2 separate regions of the Hordeum vulgare genome follow, and region 1 is linked to region 2. Evidence: chromatin contacts called from public Hi-C data. All regions are on one chromosome and are shown on one strand. Each heading gives the region's core, a stretch centred on a gene start, on an enhancer-like site or on the middle of the called end of the contact. The rest is flanking DNA. Distances are from core to core; before and after follow the strand shown. Region 1 holds the start of LOC123399162 (serine/threonine-protein kinase D6PK-like). Region 2 holds the start of LOC123399155 (cellulose synthase-like protein E6).

Region 1 (3,217 bases), core at 707-3,206, 170 kb after region 2:
GTGGTCGAGATTCTGGAGGTCAGCTTTGTTAGTGATGCTTGTGGAAGTCTGGGTGTAGGCGGTTGTCATGTGTGGCAATCCGGGCGAAAGCCCATTTCCATCTCCATGTTGGAGTCAACGATGGTGGCACCTTCGAGTATCGCACCCCTCCATAAAAACATTGTTCGATGCAGTTGCGCCACTTCCTCTTGGTGAGCGAGTCTCCGAGGGAAACCTCAGGTCCTTCCGGACCCATCGAGGTCTTTTTCGAGCATCACTCCCCTCCTTGGGGCATCGATGTGGAGCCCCTCTGCTTGTCGGCTGGCTGGCGTCGTGGAGAGACAAGTGGCTCGTGTGTGGCTGTCATAGCTCTCCTTCCCTGCTCGTGCTGGTGGTGCCAAAATTTACCTTTTACGATATTGATGGTAGGTGTGCATGGTGAAGCGATCTAGGTGTGGACTCTGCTCCTTGATGCCCTTAGGCTTCACACACGGTGTTGTTGTTGTTGTAGCCTCGATTGCATGTGGCTCTTTGCATGAATGTGGACTCGGTTGCCCGTTGCTCTTGGGCTACGCATATAGCGTCAAGGCATCATGGATGGTCTCGTCTGGTTGGAGCCCTCGTCTATGGTGACGATGTTCCTCGTGCAAGTGCAACCTCTTGTTCGCGAGGACAATGGAATATGATGGCACCCCCCTTCTTCTTCCTTTGCATTTTCCGTGCTCTATCAACTCCTTTTTTTTATATACTCCCGTCGTTCAAAATACTTGTCATAAGAATGGATGTATCTAGATACATTTTAGTTTTAAATACTTTATTTCTATTTATTTATGTGATAAGTAATTTCGTACGGAGGAAGTAATTTATTATGAAAAGTAATGATGAAAAAAGTGTTCAACCATCGAGGAATTATAACATAATAGGAAGGGGAGTGATCTGCGCCGGCGCGCGGCCCAAACTTTCGGCCGGCCGCGCGCGGGCCGCAGGATCCACCAACCCCCGCGCGTCCGCACCGTTGGATCCGCATGCAACATTTTTTCTTCTATGCAGCAAAATTTCGATGCGATACAGCAATTTTTTCAACGGTTGCAACAAAAAATAAAATTTGTAGCAAAAAAAATATCTGCGTGATCGTAGCAAAAAAATGAAGCTGATGGTATGTGGTAGCAAAAGTCAAACGCCGGTTGTAGCAAATATTTAGGTGACGTGTATGCAACTTTTTTAGTGAACGGTTGCAGCAAAACATGATGCCGGTTGTAGCAAAAAATAACATGGTTGTAGCAAAAGTAAAAAAACGAAAAATCCGACGAACTGAAGTTGCAACCAAACGTATATGCAGTTTTTTTACTGGAACAAAAAATAGTAAAAAAATGCTTGCAGCAAAAATGATGCTGGTTGCTACAAATTTGAACGACAAATGTTGCATCCATTGACCAGTGAAACACGTGGGTGAAAAAAATGTTACAAGGGGCTGCGCGCGAGGGACGACCGGGGCGCGGGTGGAAAACGATTCCCTGATACGAATGGATAGGCCCTATCGCATTGGTCGAATGACCCTGTTTCTACAGCAGTGCAAACTTTTAGATCAACGCTTCCAAATTAGAATTACAGCACGCGCACAAATACCCCCCCTGGAACCCTAATTACAAGAGCGGACGGTCAGGATGGGAGGGACCTCCACCGCCATTCCAGATCTCCAGCACCATAGCCCACATCAGGGGACGTTGGGCACGGGAGTCCCGTCTCGTCTCGTCTCGGTCCGAGGGAAAAAGGGCGAGCGAGAGGGAGACCACGCCCTGCACGCCGTACCCCCCACCCACCCTAACCCAGCCCCAGCCAGGGAGGTTTAAATTTAATTACTCACCACCACCATCATCATCATCAACCGCTCTCTAGTCTCTAGTTTATGCGCCCCAAAAGCCCAGCTTTTCACCACTACCATCATCTTTGACCCTTCCCTTCCCTTCCCCCACAAGCACTTGTCTCTTTGCAGCCACACTGACCCAGCGCCAGCAGCTCTCCCTCCCTCCCTCCCCCTTCCTTGCCCGGATGAATCCCCACACCAATTAGTACTCTCGCCACTCCGCCCGCCCCCACCTCCATCCAGTTCCCTCCCTCCGCCATTGCTCGCCCGCACACGCACATGGGCGGAGACGAGGAATATCCCGCCGCCGCCGCCGCCGCCGCCGCAGCGTCCCCTCTCCCCCGACCCGCCGCCACGCGCTCCTCCTAAGGTACGTACGCCGCCTCCCCGGCCACGGCCCCGCCGTTGCTGCTTGATTCTAGGGATTTAGGGGCGGCGTCATTTTCCTCAGGTGGTGCAGGGATGTGGGCGCTCGCTTGTTCTTCTTGATCCGCGGCGCCGCCCATCACTCTCCAGATCCAATCCCGCCCCCCCTTTCATTCATTATTAAAAAAACATTTCCCCCCTCGTTCCCTTTCCTTCTTTCCGTTGCTCGCCTGCCTGCCTGCTCGCTTGCATTCAATGGGGGCGCTACGCTGGAGTGAGCGCCCCCCCATGCCCTGATGTGGATGTGGATGTGGATGTGGATGTCATGCCTTGTAGTACGTACGCGCGACACCGCATGTGTGCTTGCCGCCGCGCTGTGGCTCATATGATCCATGGCGCGCGCGCCCCATCATGCCTGCCTGCCTGCTTCTTCCTTTGCGGGAAGGGGAAGGGAAAGGCAAAGGGATGTGCGCGCGCGCCTTGTGACGAGCTCGCAGCTGTGCCAGGTTGCAATGCTCCCTCCTTCCTCCCCCTTTCCCTTCCCTTCCCTCGCCTCTTTCCTTTGGGGATATCTTAAAGATTCCCTTTTGTTATTAATCCCCGCGGTTCTGGCCCACTCCGCCCTATTTTTGTGGGAGATGCTGCCTCAGCTCCGGTTGTGATTTCTTTCTGCCCTCTCCCCTCTCTTCTCTCCCATACCCTTCTCTTCTCTTCTCTGGCGCGGCGCCTTTTGGGATGCGGCGGGGTGGCAGGGGCGGCGGCCGGGTGGATGGATCTGCGGAGCGCTCAGTTGTACTAGTAGCTTGTGTGTGAGCCTGTCTGCAGGTGACTTCCTGGTCTCTCTCATGGATGGAGGATCCTCAGAAAGATTCCCCCCTCCCCTTTCTCTTTCTGTGTGGCGATTTCTTTCTTTTCTGCTCGGCTTGTCCGGTCTAGGTTGTTGTTTCTGTCGATTTTACCTGGTGGTTTGGATTTCCTGGAATATTTCTGATCCCCTTTCCGGTTCTG
Region 2 (3,315 bases), core at 265-2,764:
AACATAATCGAACAGCTGCTTGTCGTTTGAGCCGAGTCCACTAGTGATCAGATGGCAGTAATCTCTTTTTAATATCCACCAGGTGGAAAACCACTAGAAGCCTACCAAAAAACTGGCTTAGAAATCTTAAAACATTAGTCGTTGCAGTGTTGTGAAGCACTATTTCCCGGAAGTCCTAACCAACTGCTCTTGTATTTCCCATATATCTTGTCGAAATTAAGGAATGTTGTCGGAAAGTAAAAAATAGAAACAGAAACTCATACCATCTTGTTGTGCATGAAACTGATGAGATGTCGCCTTCTCGTTGGCACACAGTCCATGCATTAACCAAAGATCGTTTTTGGGCGTTGACGTACGCGGCCGTGCAAGTCCGCCTCGGCGTGGACCGCGTGGTGCACGAGGCCAGCAAAACTAATCGGTACGCCGCGCTACACTGGAGGCGGCGGCGGCAGCAGCACTCGTGTGGTCGTGTAGCTACCGGCGTCCAGCAGTGCTGTCATGCCACGACAGCACACGTCTGTTCTGCATCCATTGCAGCTGACGTGCTGACTAGCTAGGCAGTTTCCCGTGCGCTGGACGCCATTAATTACTGCCGTTCTGGCTGACCGCTGCCTCGCACGTACGGTAATAAATAAGCAAAGCTGTCCTGCCCGGCAGCCGTTACACAAGGCATGACGAGCAGACCTCTCGTGCTCGTGCTACACAAGCTCTACTCCCACTCCCGGTGATGAAAAACGTACTGTACTCCTCGTCGCCACATCAACAGGAGTAGGTCCGACGACGACGTATCACCACAGCTACGTACGGATTAAGGACCAGACTAGTAGTAGTAGTACAGTAGTTAACAAGGGAAACGCAAACACGTACGTACGCCTGCGCGCATCTGCATGACACTATCTCTTGCTTCAAATCAAAGAAGAAAAGAAGAAGAAAACCGCGTGCCATCCATCTCCCTCGATCGATCATGCCGTTCGTGGGTCGTCGGCCGGTCGTAACACGGACGGGCGGACGGACGTGGTTCGTGGTCGTACGTACCTGGCGGCGAGCCGGTCCTTGAAGGGGCGGCGGCGGACGGGGCTCCAGCGGACGGACTGCGTGACGGCCCAGTAGGCGGCGTACCAGAGCTCCGCCGCCAGCATGCCCAGCCACGCCGCCCTGCCCTCGCCGGCGGCCGGCACGCGCGTCGCCCGGTAATAGAGCAGCATGAGGACCCCCGCGGCCACCGTGACGGCGTGGAGCCTGTACGCCGCGCGCCCCCCGTGCGTCTCCGTCTCGAACAGACGAAGACGAGTGGCCTTCTCCTCCATCTCTGCCACTGGCTCACTCTCTCAAGCTCTCTCGTCGAGCTGTGTCAAACGCTTGTATGGAGGCTGGAGGCGCCGAGCGCGCTCGCGTACGCGCATATATGGTCGCGGAGGAGGCGGCCTTGCAATCAGCAGTGACGCTAGCGGCTAGCCGGCCGGTCCAGCTCTCTCGATGGTTGGATGGGTCCATGGACCGTGCGGTGCCGTGCGTGCTCCATCGTATCGCGTCTAACTGGCCAGTGGCCAGGGGCCACCCGCCCGCGCATGGCCATAAGAGGACACGGTTCGCTCTGGGCTCGCTCTGTGTTGTGCTGCGATGCCATCGTAAACGTGCGCCTGCGTTACGTGCACGTGGCGGCGGTCTCCTGGTCCTGGCGCAGTGCACGGCTCTGAGTCCATTCACGGCCGCCACTGTCCCTGTGTGACTGACTCAACCCAACATTGTTCTTTTTTTTTAAAGCACGCTCCCTACCGATCTCATTAAAAAAAGGTCGAAGAAAGTTGTCCGGTTAATAATCGAATAACCAGGCTAAAACCGTCACAATGCGTCCGCCATAACAAGGCACACAGGGCGACGTGGCAACCTACACAAAAACGCATACACGCCGTCAAGGGGAAGAGCTCCGTCGAGGTTGTACTCCAGCGTCATCGTCATCACGCCTCCGCGAGGGCGACTTCGACTTCACCATCGACGACCACCGATGTAACCTCCACCGCAGACGAGCGTAGAGGCCTGCGTCGGACAACGCCAAACAGTCCACCACACGCGCCAGCGACCAGGCAGCTTCGACTCAGCCGACGAGCATTGTAGGATAAAAAGCACTGGACCTGCGCCGAGCCAGCGCCAGAACCGACCATCCGTCTTCACGTCATCGTTGCCGCAAGGTTCCTCCTCAAACAGCTCCGACTTCAGAAGACAAGAGAGGCACGGCGACCCCTCGAACACGCCGGATGAGACCGACTACCAAAGCCCAACAACAAATCCTGCTCCGCTTGAAGGGGCCATCGTTGCCACACAAGAAGCTACGCAGATCAACCACATTACCGGACGAGCCCCATCCGATCGCAATGTCGCGAGCGTCTAGACCCTGGAGAGTGCAAACGAGATCCAAAGTTCTTCAAGACGACACCACCAAGGAGGAAGCGACGATGCCGACGCCGTCGTCCGACCCAACCGGGGCTAATGTTTTCACCCGAAGACCTGGATCCGAGGGTGTGCAGGAAGAGAACTCCTCAACGGTGCCTCCAAGAAGGTTAGACAGCATCCACAGGCGTCGGTACCATCCGCCGGCAAACTCTTGCCCGGCAAGCTTTCGCCCGGAGCACCTCTCGATCAACACCACAACCCCACGCACAACACCTCCACTAGCTAGCACGCCTCTCACCAAGCCATCACGCCATGGCCACGCAGGAGCCACCATCATGACCTGCGCCGCCTGTCGGCTAAGATAGCCGTCGTGGCCTCGTCAGATCCACGCCATCTGGTGCCTGGGAGCACTGCCGTGCCGCCCCAAGATGCCCCACACACGAAGCCTCCGACACCACCTCTGCACAGACGGGCCAGCCACCACCTCTGCGCAGACGGACCAACCACCACCCCTCAGTCGCCGACGGGCCAGCCGCCGCCGCCTGACCCCGAGCACGGCCTCCAGATCCAGCATGGCGCGTCGCCCCTCCTTGAGCGAAGGAAAGGACGGGAGGAGAAAGCGCCCGGCCACCACCTTCACTGGAGCGTGCGCGGCCTTCGCCAGCGGCGTCCTCGGGTGGCGGCTAGGCTGGCGGGAGGGAGGGGCCGAACTCGGCGACGCGTTGGGGGGTTCCCCCGGGTCGCCAGAGGAGGGGCGGCGCGGGGGAGGATAAGGTTTTTTTTATTGCGTTGTCATAGCATCTCCAACATGCGCCCAAAAAATACTCCGTGCGTTAAAAGATTCGTTTTTTGGCGCCGGACAGCTCCAACAGACGCTGCAAAACAATGCGCGCGTTAAAAACTTTTGGGCGCGCGTTGAAAAGC

What was found. A called contact is a pair of places that touch in the nucleus more often than the background predicts.
Region 1: a Hi-C map of seedling shows a contact between it and region 2, with 2.3 times the contacts expected there. The contact joins the promoter of LOC123399162 here to the promoter of LOC123399155 in region 2. A contact is called at or near these places in 2 of 6 Hi-C or Micro-C datasets (leaf and seedling) and 1 of 1 datasets of contacts at active chromatin or transcription factors (embryo).

What each region holds. Positions count from the first base shown.
Region 1 is chr5H:472,911,931-472,915,147 of MorexV3_pseudomolecules_assembly, forward strand. LOC123399162 (serine/threonine-protein kinase D6PK-like) reads left to right here and starts at 1,957. Exons shown (of 3, transcript XM_045093591.1): 1 at 1,957-2,213.
Region 2 is chr5H:472,741,288-472,744,602 of MorexV3_pseudomolecules_assembly, forward strand. LOC123399155 (cellulose synthase-like protein E6) reads right to left here and starts at 1,515. Exons shown (of 7, transcript XM_045093580.1): 1 at 1,036-1,515. The coding sequence starts at 1,307.